4 separate regions of the Mus musculus genome follow, and regions 2, 3 and 4 are each linked to region 1. A link is a contact called in public ChIA-PET, Hi-C and promoter capture Hi-C data. All regions are on one chromosome and are shown on one strand. Each heading gives the region's core, a stretch centred on a gene start, on an enhancer-like site or on the middle of the called end of the contact. The rest is flanking DNA. Distances are from core to core; before and after follow the strand shown. Region 1 holds the start of Whrn (whirlin). Region 2 holds the start of Tnfsf8 (tumor necrosis factor (ligand) superfamily, member 8). Region 3 has its middle 55 kb from the start of 8030451A03Rik. Region 4 has its middle 38 kb from the start of Tnfsf8.

Region 1 (2,875 bases), core at 344-2,843:
TTATGTGCTACAGGGTTGCTACACGTGCCACAAGCACCATGAAGATTAGAGGACAGCTTGCAGGAGTTGGTTCTCCCCCTTCCACCGTGCTGGTTCCAGGCATGAAAATCAGGTGGTCAGGCTTGGTGGCAAATATCTTTACCCGCGGAAACATCTCTGCAGCCCAGAAAGTCCATTCCTGTTAGTCTCCTCGCCTCACTGTGGTCTATCTTGACACTCCTAATGCTTATCTTTTTTATGTTTGTTTGTTTTTAACCTTGACCTACACCGTCTTTCCTTTGCCAGACTATGACTCTTTGAGGTCAAAGATTTCAACTCTTTATCCTGGGTCTCCAGCATCAACCATATGCCGCTTGGTCAAGCAGCAGAACGGGTGCTTGGCAAATGTTGAATGAAGAATGACCAAGTGCACAGGTAAATAACTAGCCAGGGAACAAAACACCCTTCTGCAGCCAGCTCAAAGCCACTCCAGATAATCCTTCTCTTTTTCTATTTCTCCCATATCAGAGTCAGCCGTTTCATTCCTGTGACGGCAACCCAGGACAGTCTTAGGGGAAAAAAAACCAGCTTTTCACAGAACACCTCTGGAGAGGCAATTCAGGTTTAAAGAGATCCACATGGCATGTAGTGGTGACTAGGTCAAGCACTATAGATCTTCTTAGAACACTTCTTTGACTAGAAGCCGAGTTTTTCCTGTGATAGTGTTTAGGAGAGTGGGTATCAGATGACAGACTTTAGACTGTGTATTCTGACATCTTTCCATATAAAATATGTTTTTTTTAAAGACTGTATATAGAGTTGTCATGTAACCTTCACCCTGTTCCCTCAGTGTGGAAAAGATCACAAGCGGGACCTAACAGTTGGTACAAGTGACATTCCTACTCCAGACTTAGTTTTAAATGCATGTGTGTGTGTTTGCATACTTTACAGTTCTGATAACAGCTCCTTGCTTTCCCCCACTCCCCCCTCCCCCCCCCCCCCCCACTCCGGAGAGCACCAGAGGAAGGGGCCCAGGCTGATCTATCCCAGCACAGGACTTGGCTCCTGATGGCACCTGTGTGGCTTATATTCTTCTCATGTGCAGAGCAGGTGACCGATTATCGTCCACATACTCACTTAAACTTGCAGTCAGCACGTGTGCAAGCTGCAGGAACAACATTTTAAGGCAGAAAAGCAGAGCATGAAGCATCTATTATTTTAGAGGCCAAAAGTTGGCCATTTTCCCCAATTGTGAATTGGCAAACCGGCTAATTGCTCCAAAGCGACCCTGGAATCGAGCTGTGATCGCCGGAAAGCGCAGCTTTTAGGACCCCATCTTTCACCCCTGGGCTGAGGAAGTGGGAAGACTTCGCAGGGGCCCAGGGCTCCTCCTGCTTTCTTTCACCCCCACTTTCACCCCTTTCTTCCTTGGGGCCGGACTGTTTCACCCCGTCTCCAGGCAACAGCCAGGCGCGCCAGGCGGGACGTCATTTCCTGAAGAGCCCGCGGGGGGACGGGGCGGGGAGGGGGAGGGGCGAGGGGGCGGGGCCAAGTCCCGGCTGGCGACGGCGGCGGCGTCGGAACTCGCTGGAAGACTCAGCCCAGAGCTGCTCAACAGTTCGCAAAGTCCGGGCTCCCGGCCGCGTGGCTCCGTGTGCGCCCGGGCGGCGTTGGGGCGCGGGGGCCCGGGCTGCTGCATGGTGGGCGGCCCGGGACATGCCCCGCACCCCCCGCCGGACGCCCGCGTGGCTCCTCTGGCTGCGACTGCTCCGGACTCTGAGCCTAGATTGACCGGCGCCCTAACTTCTTTCTGACTTTGGGGTCCCCCAGCCCTAGAGGAACGGGCATCTCGGCTGGGGGAGCCCCGGACATGGTGTGACGGGGCGGGCGGCGTGGCTGCGCCCCCCACTGCGGCCACGCACGGTCCCCGCGCCTTCCGGCATGTAGCTGCTGTTCTCGCTCCCCCCGGCCTCCAGCCGCAGTCTCCACGACCTCCGGCCTCCAGGCGCCAACTCTTTGTCCCCCCAGGATCCCGCCGCGGTCCTCAGGATTGCAGCCGCCGTCTCTTCGTCCTCCGAATTCCAGTTTCACCTGCCTTCGCGCCCCTGGGACACCAGCCGCTGTCCCTGCCACCTCCCCAGGATCCAGCCAGCGCTCTAGCTCACCTGCACCTCCCCAACCCACCCTGCAGCCGTCGTCTCCGCTCTCCGGGCCAGTCTAGACTGCAGCCGGTGACTCCGCGTCTACCCCAAACCCAGACTCCAGCCGTGACCTCCGCGCCCCGGGGAATCCAGCTGTCGCGCCTCTGGCCGCAGGTGCAGCTGCCGCCCCGCGCCGCGCGCCCCGAGTGCGGCCGGGCCTCGGCGGGGAGATGAACGCACAGCTGGACGGCCTGTCGGTGAGCTCGTCCTCCACCGGCTCGCTGGGCTCGGCGGCGGCGGCGGCGGGCGGCGGCGGGGGCGCGGGGTTGCGGCTGCTGTCTGCCAACGTGCGCCAGCTGCACCAAGCGCTCACGGCGCTGCTGAGCGAGCCCGAGCGGGAGCAGTTCACTCACTGCCTCAACGCGTACCACGCGCGCCGCAACGTCTTCGACCTGGTGCGCACCCTGCGCGTCCTGCTGGACAGCCCGGTCAAGCGGCGTCTGCTGCCCATGCTGCGTCTGGTCATCCCGCGCTCCGACCAGCTGCTCTTCGACCAGTACACGGCCGAGGGCCTCTACCTGCCAGCCACCACCCCCTACAGGCAGCCCGCCTGGGCCGCTCCCGACGGCGCGGGGCCCGGGGAGGTGCGACTCGTGAGCCTGCGGCGCGCCAAGGCCCACGAGGGCTTGGGCTTCAGCATCCGCGGGGGCTCGGAACACGGCGTGGGCATCTACGTGTCTCTAGTGGAGCCGGGC
Region 2 (2,876 bases), core at 8-2,507, 370 kb before region 1:
AAAAGAGAAGGTGCTGTCTACCTCAAGGGAAATAGCAAGTGAGGTTTCAGAAGGCCACATCTGGAGGCAGCTCTGAAGCTTTTAGAGAATATTCTGAAAGAAAGGTCATTCATAGCAACAGATACGATCCAGCTCTGTGTCCCAGAAATCTATTTATTATATGAAATTCCAGACATGGCCCAGAGGGCAACTTGGGCTGTTTAACAGGAATTGTTCAACAACAGCTGCCAAGTCCATTCCCATTCAGGAAGCCCTCTTACATCATCCTGTTTGATCTTCCCCATGACTGCAAAGCAGACTGGGGTGAAAGCAGGGGCTGCGTTGACTTATTCAAGGAGCAATGCTGAGAAGAGGAAAGGCTAAGATGCAACCTGAGGTTTTCAGCCTGTAAGGAAAGGGTCCGGCAGGCTTTTGGAGCCAGGCTGGTTTGCATATACCACCAAGTTTTACCATTAGATTAACACTGGTAGATTTGATTAAGAATGCTTTTATGCTGGGTCTCAGTTCTCTATGCTGTGAAGAAGAAATACTACTTGCCTCTGAGGCTGGTGACGAGTGTGAAGTCAGCCTCTAAGCCAAGTTCCCAAGACTGTACCTGAGCCAGAATGTTCAATTCTAGTAACCTCTGTCCACAAACTCATCACAAACACCTGGAACACTATTTGCACCCCCATACAACCCACAGACACTTCACACACTCGTTCCACAGCACTGAGCCTCCCCTTCCTGACCCCCTCACTAATTTCTTCCCCTAGTATGAACTTTAGGGCAAGCCAGTTTCATCGGCAAATTTAACAGCCCTGGAGAGCACCCTGCAAGAGATAGAGGAGCTTTGGTTCAACAGCAAATTATTTCCAAATTCCTCTTCTCTCACCATGTCTTTGAAACTATCCTCAAATATCCTACTGCCACAACCTTGTCTCCAGGTAGGTAAATGCCCAAACAGTGGGCTCTTCTTTCCCAGAAATGGGTATGTTTCCAGTTTAGAGCATGCTGTAATTGTTGGACAACCCCAACAGTCATTGTGCTGCTGACAAAGGACTGCCATCTCCAGGGACCCAGCAAAGAGACTAATCTGGAAGCTTCCTGGGCCACCAGCATGGATCATGCAGTGTGCAGGGTCCCCGCGGCAAGGCGTTCTGTGGCTGAGCCTAAAGGAAACAGAAGTGGTTGGTGTACACTCACGCGGAACTGTCTCCTTCCTACCACCCGCTGACATCAACCATCGTCTATCTCGCTACAATTTCTCTGCACTCAGATTAATCCCAGGCGATGAAAAATGAACCTCTCCCCCACCCTTGCAGCCACCCTTCGCCTCACGCCCCCAGAGAAGAGTTTCTCCATCCGGCAACTGGTGAAGGCTTTTTTCCAAGTCACATGATCCAGGATGCAGGGGAAAATCCTTCTTGGAACAGAGCTGGGTACAGAACCGAATCAGATGAGGAGAGATAAGGTGTGATGTGGGACAGACTATATAAAGCATGGAGCCAGGGCTGCAACAAGCAGGCAGCTGTGGGGCTCCTTCCCCTGACCCAGCCATGCAGGTGCAGCCCGGCTCGGTAGCCAGCCCCTGGAGAAGCACGAGGCCCTGGAGAAGCACAAGTCGCAGCTACTTCTACCTCAGCACCACCGCACTGGTGTGCCTTGTTGTGGCAGTGGCGATCATTCTGGTACTGGTAGTCCAGAAAAAGGTGAGTAAACATCTTTTTTCTGCTTTTCTTTCCTCATTTATAATGTGTGTCCTCTAGAGGAACAGCTCTGGGAAGCTAATGAATAGTTTAACTAGGAGCAAAAAAAAAAAAAAAAAAAAAAAAAAATTTAAAAAGTGAAAATAAGTAAAACTATGCATATATAGAGAGAGATTATATCAGAGAAAAGGGGAAAAACTAGAAATGAACTTTCTGCACTCAGTGGGAATTTTTTAAAAGAAATAGAACTGGACATGAGCTCAAAAATTTCCAGATGTACTGGAGCCAACAGAAGAGCTGCTGACCTTGAGAAGTTAAGATTGAAGCCCAGATGGGTCACAGCCTCACAGTATGGAGGGAGGAAGCATAGGGAGCCCTGATGGCGAGTGCGCATGTGGGTATCACCTCTGTAAGGCGCTCATCCTAATTCTAAGGTTATGTCCTCAATCCGTGCTCCCAGGACTTCTGAGGCCTCTCTTTTGCCGAGAGTCTGTTGTTGCTATTGTTTGTTTGTTTGTTGTGGTTGTTTTCTTGCTTGCTTGCTTGTTTTTAGTGAGGAGCTACTTTTTAAAGACTGTGATATTTGAGAGAGAGAGAGAGAGAGAGAGAGAGAGAGAGAGAGGGAGAGAGAGAGGGAGAGGGAGAGAGAGAGAGAGAGAGAGAGAGAGAGAGAGAGAGAGAGAGAGAGAGGCCAAGTCTTCCCAGAGCTCTGCTATTTCAATGTTAAAACCCACAAAAGAAATCGAAAGCTTCCTCACAAGCCACTGGCTTTGAAGAGTTCAGGGTGTTGAAAAGTAGCAGTGTTTTTGTCACCTGTACCCTCTGAGATGCACACATAATGTGCAGGGCCACACCATCTTGGGAAATTTCGTTTGTTTGAAATGGGGGTAGGGGGAGAAAGTCAAACCGTAGCTTAGAAAAGTATCCTTGAGAGAGAACTCTTACACACTGTCTGGAAAGGACTGCGTGGTCAGCTCACATGACTCACAGGCTTGGGGTGAGATCCAGGCATGGTGATTTGGATACTGTATGAATACCACTGGTGCAACACCCTGCCCAAGTGTGAACTCACCTAATTTATAATTCTTCCAAGTTGCCTTGGACCACAGACTCTGCAGCATACTAGTTGCTGAAAGCTAGGGCCTTACAAGTATCAGCAAGTATGGATATTGAAATAAAGCTTTAAAG
Region 3 (2,730 bases), core at 23-2,522, 430 kb before region 1:
TTCATAGAGAAGTCACTGATCACTGTTTCCAGCGGCAGAGGGGGGAGACAATACCCAAACCATCCCTAGGAAAAGGTAAGAGTAGGGTAAGGTGGCTTCACCCAGAGGCAAGTTAGGCGGCAGTTAGAATATGAACAGAGTCTTAGGAAACTGAGTGAGAGAATAAGAAAATAAATGCAGTATTCATCAGTCCGTTACCTAGTAATCTAGGTAAATATAAAGCTTATCTATGGACCAGGCACATTGGTTAAAATATATAAATTGTTATCACAGAGAGAAGAGATCAAGGGCTTAGGGAAGAAATGTTATTTTAAAAATGAAAATAAAACAAAACTGGCTATTTGGACCATCCTGTTTGGAAATATATGAATAACACAACTATTTATCCATATAAAATATAAATACAAGTATAAACTTTCCAGGAGACTTTCAAGGATCAGACAGTAGGTTCTCAATAATAATTGTTTGCTATTCAGAAAGTCTGAAAAGCTGACTCAGGTGTCTTCAAAGTCCCAAGTACTAAATTCCCATTGGCCTCCCCTACATGAATACCCTCTCTTATCCTGTCTCCCCTCTACAAGCATCTCAGGTCACCCACACCCTAAATCGCTGGAAACCTAAAATGCTTTCCTGAAACCGATTCGCAGACCCTAGGGCAGAGTTACTTAGTGACTGAGTCATGCTGACCTAATGTATGGGATGTATAGCCATGGGGTCAGAGATGCAGAGGCCCATTGGAAACATGCAACCCTATAATTAGAACCAGGTTGTTTTCCTTCTGTGTGTGAGCATACATTTTCCCCCTACCTACCATGGACAATAATGAACCTCATTTGATTTGCCAATTAAATCAATACCAAGGATTATTGAGAGTTTCTATCTCTGATGCGCCAGATGTTTGCATCTATAGTGCTATCCAGCAGGCACAGAGGGGATGGAGTTATTGAAGTCCCAGAAATTACTATGAAGATAAGGAGTTTCTTCACTGAAAAAGTGAAAACAGAAACATCCTATTATGTCATTCCCAGCGTGCCTATTGCTGATGATGAGCTATTCCCTGACAGCTTGGTGGCAGAAGGTCAAGCCTGTGACTCTCTAGAATCTTAGGATCCTCAGAGGGTAGGAGACAGGAGTAGGATGATATAACAGAGGTGGTACCGGGTCTAGGCAGGGACAAACACTATCCTATAAGTATTAGCCCATACTCTCAAAGCACAAGTGATGTTCACTTTTATAGAGCTGAGTACATAGCACAGCAATGCAGGGAAGCTCCAGCCTCCAGCTGCTGTCCATGTAACCTGAGCAGGTCTTCCTACTCCACAGCGTTAGGAAAGGGATGAGTCACCAACACTGTTTTGAGGTCAAATAGATTTAAGTTTGAGCCCTAATCCTGACAGAAGTTAACTACAATCTTAAGGTTGATCCTCTTAGATGGTGTTTAGAATAGCCCAGAATGTAGTTCAAAGCAGAGACAGTACTGGCAGAGGAGAAGAACACTTCATAAAGAAAGAACATTGGCTGTGCGACAAAGAGGAGGACAACTCTGGGAATTGGGGTTTACTGAAGACTAAGAGGTCACCACATCCACCCAAAGCACTCAGACAAAATCTCTGGAGATGTGGTCAGAAAGCTCTTCCAAGACAAGACTCTTGTCTGCTTCCTTGTCTGCCCTATGCTGAACCAACCAAAACCAACAATAGCGAACAGATACTGAGAAACCCATTGCTACCACCATACCAAGTGCTCTCAGAGACCTGGACATGAATCAGTACCATGTATTCCCTCAGGATGGGTTACAGGAAAGTGAGGAGGGGAAGACTTTCAGGAGGCTATCTAAAAGAAAGAAGACAACTGGCCTCTATTCTAGATGAGTTTTGAGCAAAGAGCTCAGTCCTCAGGGAAAGAGGGCACTTCTGCCAGCCACACCTAGGAGGAAGGGGACAGATGCTTTGAATCTAGGGATCTGAAAGAAAGGTCAAAACCCAAGCCAAAATAAATCACTGAATCTAGGCATCTGTAGCAGGAAATAGCATCATTTAGGACAAGCCTTGGAATGACTATCCCCTACTGTCCTCCCTACTCTTTCTTCTGCTCAGGATACTCCTGAAAGTCCCTCCTTTAGTCTTGGAAATGTTAGGCATTAGGAAGTTCCACTGGAAATAAGTTTTCTTCTAAAAGGGAAATAGAGGCAGGTAGCCAAAAGAGAAGGGAAAAATAGGATGAAATGGAAAAGAAAAGAGAATATAAAGAAAATGAGCCTTCAACTATAGTTTGAGCAGACAGCAGTTAACCACCCAACCTGCTCTGATTAAATGCCTACAGTCTTACCACAAGTTGAGATCCTTGCAACTAGGAACAGTCCTGAGAGCGAGTTCTGGACAATGTTGAGTTGTAGGCAAAGCCCTGTGAGTCCCAGGGTCTCCTGCAAGAAGTAGAAAGGGTTTTCGTGGCTCAAAATTTGGGCCACTGTGCATCAAGTATTCATTAAGCCACATCAAAGACTGAGGGTGGGTTGCTGGGTCTGTACTGAAAGTCCTCAGGAGCCACAACTCAGGAGGGGAGGAAGAGGCTCCCAGCACTGCCCCCTGCTCCCCAGGGGACCAGGTACTTTCCTAAAGAGAATGCATCACTTGGTTCTTCCTGTGCTTTTACTGTAAACTCTTGGTTTATCACCTTGGAGGAAGGACAGAGTAGAGAGACAGAAGCTGGGACAGAGAAAGGCAGATGGTT
Region 4 (2,898 bases), core at 254-2,753, 400 kb before region 1:
AAGAAGGAAAGAAAGGAAGGAAGGAAGAAAGAAGGGGAAGATGAATGGATGGGTGGAGGAGGAAGGGAAAAGGAAGGGAAGGAAGGAGAAGATACTTGGATAAATTTGACCTGAGTACTCATAAAGTAAAACTAAAGCCATTGACGTGTAAATAGTGGCATGTTAAGTCCCTTGTCTCTCAGCATTGACAAGTTTTTAATAACTCATCCATATTTGTGCTTCCTATCATCTCCTGCCCTTCTCCCTCTATCACCTCTCCAATATACTTTTGTTTTAAATGTGTATACTATAGAACTGAAATCATATGTGTAATGTTTTCATACTGACTCAGATATAAATAATGTTTCCTCATTCTTAATGTCAAAATCCTGTGAATGGAACATTTTTGTAATGTTTAAAAATAAAATCCAAAACATAAACACCTACAGTTTCCTCCCTTGAATTTTCAATGTACAGTAAATTGTTGCTGGTGTGTGTGTGAGTGTGTGTGTGTGTGTGTGTGTGTGTGTGTGTGTGTGTGTGTGTGTAACTATCAGTAGGAAAAAAGGAAAACTATCAAAACAGTTCAAAATTAAACATGACATCAGCAGCTACTAAGTGTAATCTTTCTCCCTCTCCTTCTACCTCTTCCTCTCCCCTTCCCATTCCTCTCTTTCTCGATCCCTGTCTTTGTCTCTCTTTTTGTCTTTCTGTCTGTGTGTGTGTGTGTGTGTGTGTGTGTGTTCATGTGCATGTATGAAGATAACCTTCTTATCCACATTTAAAATGAGACAATGAGGATTTGAAGAGACCAAGTTACAAGCCAGTAAGAAATAAAGAAGAGAGATTCAAACATAGGACTCATGCTTTTTTTTTCTGACAGATGAAATTAAAGAGACTCTATTGAGAAAGGAAAGAAAACAGTACCCAGAATCAACGAATACCCTCTTCTCAGCGAGAGCTCAAGACTCCTTGCCAGGGTGTTATAATCGTGGTATAGAACAGGCATGTCCACATTTCCTATGATTCAGTCCTGCCACGCTACTGTTCTTCACAAAATTAGACCACACTTAAGAAGAGGAAACCATAACAGGCTTGCAATTTCTTTTTCATATAAAACACATGTGCAAGCCCATAGGATGACATAGATTTTTATCATAATTTCAAGTAACAGAAATGTTGAGTGTGCAAACCATGAATTATGAATTCCAGAAACAAAACTTTCTTTGCTGGTTCTAGAGGCTTCTCACATACTGTTTCACAACCTACACACTCCACGCCTCCACTCCCAAGGTGTCTGCTTCCTCTTCCTCCCCTAGCCTAAGCCACGAACCCAACGTTATGCCAAACAGTATGGAGGGCATGCAGAAAAGAGCCTGAGCCCAGAGCGCAGAGCCCTTCCCTGTCCAGGGCACGTTAGAAAAATGCAGACTCTGCTTCTTTGTGGTTCTCTCAGGCTGAGCTGTTGAGCAAGAATGAGGAGAAAAGCAGGCAGGATGTGAGCCCCAGTTTTGTTCTGAGAATTTCTGCTGGGCCACAGATTTCTCTGGCTTGAACCATAGCGGTGGGCAGGGTAGAAAGTGTAACTGTCGAAAGTGTAGCCAGCGCTGTTGGAGAAACCATCCAAGTGAAAGCAGGAAGGGCGTCAGCCTCAGCCAGGAAGACGACCTGGCCCAGGCTAGATCCTGGTGAATGAGCACATCAATAGTCTTCACCCACATCTTATTGGCTCTCTGTGGTAATTATACCATCGTTCTAGGGTAGGCACTTGCCTTAGTGAGTTTCCCCCAAAGCAAACCTCAAACCTCTGAGTCTCAAGCTGACAAAATTTTACAGTCTGTACATACTTGTAGTGACTATGGGGGCTTATGCAGACCTGACTTCTGGGATTCTGGGTCTGCCAGTTGACAGCTACATGAACTTGAGAAAGTAACTACACCTCTTCCTGGCATTCTCTCCTTCAAAATCCTTCCCATAAACCCAGTTTCCACTACATGTTTGCTAATCATTTTTAATTGGATGTTGCCTTATTGCCCCAAATAGAAAAATAAAACCCTACTTATCCCCTGTGCTCCCCAAGTCTTTTGTGAGCGTCTCTGTTTGTGCCCGGTGAACCAGCAATGACTGAGAAGCTTCTCTAAGTCTCCATACCGGACCCTGCCTTAGGTGATCTTAATTGTTCCTCCGCCAACGCTCTGCGCTCCAGTTCATACCATCGTATCCCACCACATGAGACTCCTCGAAAACAGCCTCCATACCACAGACACACAAAAAAGTTCTTTCTGACTCATTTTGGCCAAGACAAACTACACTGTCACCTACACCAACGATGAGACAACACGCGTGAACTTTTAAGAGAGGCGAACTCACTGTGCTCAGCCTGGTACCCTTCATCATCTGAGTTCAGCTTTCTCTTCAGCCATCTTCTCCCAGACCATCTCCTGTCAAACCATTTCTTTAATAAACACACAGTTGTGGCTTAACTGTAGGGCATCTGCCTACACGAATGAAGCCCTAGGTTCAATCCCCACCCACTCTCCCATTCACACCACATGAAGTTATAGCATGCTTTCTTGAGTTGGTATGAAGGGTACCGTGGGTGAACAGGTGGACACAGGGTTATTATAGGGAAAAGCAGACAGATTTTAGGGAAGGCAACTCATGTACATGAACTTCTAGTTAAATGTGACAGCTTAAACATGAGCACTTCCCTTCTTGTTCACCTGAGACATTAAATCCTGTGGGAAAAAATGTCTTAAAGCGAAAGTGAATGGTCATGTTTAATTAGATTATAGAAGATGGGATAAATCGATGTATGGAAAATGGTTGACAATAAAGAAGAGTTAATTTAAAGACCCCAGAGGAATATACTGAACAAATTACTCAACGTATCCAAGGTTCCCAGAGATCTGATGCCAC

The links. A called contact is a pair of places that touch in the nucleus more often than the background predicts. ChIA-PET counts read pairs in DNA pulled down with a chosen protein or histone mark. Capture Hi-C pulls out chosen DNA fragments and counts their contacts.
Region 2: a contact with region 1 is called in a promoter capture Hi-C map of liver. The contact joins the promoter of Tnfsf8 here to the promoter of Whrn in region 1. A contact is called at or near these places in 14 of 39 promoter capture datasets (the 3T3-L1 cell line, the C10 cell line, the HPC-7 cell line and 9 more), 1 of 15 datasets of contacts at CTCF or cohesin (the NIH/3T3 cell line), 6 of 484 Hi-C or Micro-C datasets (CD4 T cells, CD8 T cells, cumulus cells and 1 more), 11 of 115 datasets of contacts at active chromatin or transcription factors (astrocytes, bone marrow-derived macrophages, craniofacial prominence and 7 more) and 2 of 9 other capture datasets (adipose tissue and liver).
Region 3: a Hi-C map of rod photoreceptor shows a contact between it and region 1, with 2.5 times the contacts expected there. The contact joins the enhancer-like site here to the promoter of Whrn in region 1. A contact is called at or near these places in 10 of 39 promoter capture datasets (the 3T3-L1 cell line, 3T3-L1-derived adipocytes, the C10 cell line and 6 more), 1 of 15 datasets of contacts at CTCF or cohesin (the NIH/3T3 cell line), 6 of 484 Hi-C or Micro-C datasets (the AML12 cell line, B cells, embryonic fibroblasts and 2 more), 8 of 115 datasets of contacts at active chromatin or transcription factors (Th17 cells, craniofacial prominence, embryonic basal ganglia and 5 more) and 2 of 9 other capture datasets (adipose tissue and liver).
Region 4: a contact with region 1 is called in an RNA polymerase II ChIA-PET map of memory CD8 T cells, with 8 read pairs. The contact joins the enhancer-like site here to the promoter of Whrn in region 1. A contact is called at or near these places in 5 of 39 promoter capture datasets (the C10 cell line, liver, maxillary cranial neural crest and 2 more), 1 of 15 datasets of contacts at CTCF or cohesin (large pre-B cells), 4 of 115 datasets of contacts at active chromatin or transcription factors (DN3 thymocytes, craniofacial prominence, memory CD8 T cells and 1 more) and 2 of 9 other capture datasets (adipose tissue and liver).

What each region holds. Positions count from the first base shown.
Region 1 is chr4:63,494,709-63,497,583 of GRCm38.p6, reverse strand. Whrn (whirlin) reads left to right here and starts at 1,593. Exons shown (of 12, transcript NM_028640.2): 1 at 1,593-2,875. The coding sequence starts at 2,351.
Region 2 is chr4:63,859,665-63,862,540 of GRCm38.p6, reverse strand. Tnfsf8 (tumor necrosis factor (ligand) superfamily, member 8) reads left to right here and starts at 1,257. Exons shown (of 4, transcript NM_009403.3): 1 at 1,257-1,691. The coding sequence starts at 1,482.
Region 3 is chr4:63,928,258-63,930,987 of GRCm38.p6, reverse strand. No RefSeq gene overlaps it. Among named protein-coding and RNA genes, the nearest start is that of 8030451A03Rik, 55 kb to the left of the region's middle. Within about 2 kb of position 1,272, at least 11 of the 459 cell types and tissues checked have an H3K27ac peak or open chromatin away from gene starts, as enhancers often do. A contact at or near this core is called in Th17 cells and rod photoreceptor, where this site is marked.
Region 4 is chr4:63,897,851-63,900,748 of GRCm38.p6, reverse strand. No RefSeq gene overlaps it. Among named protein-coding and RNA genes, the nearest start is that of Tnfsf8, 38 kb to the right of the region's middle. Within about 2 kb of position 1,503, at least 52 of the 459 cell types and tissues checked have an H3K27ac peak or open chromatin away from gene starts, as enhancers often do. A contact at or near this core is called in memory CD8 T cells, where this site is marked.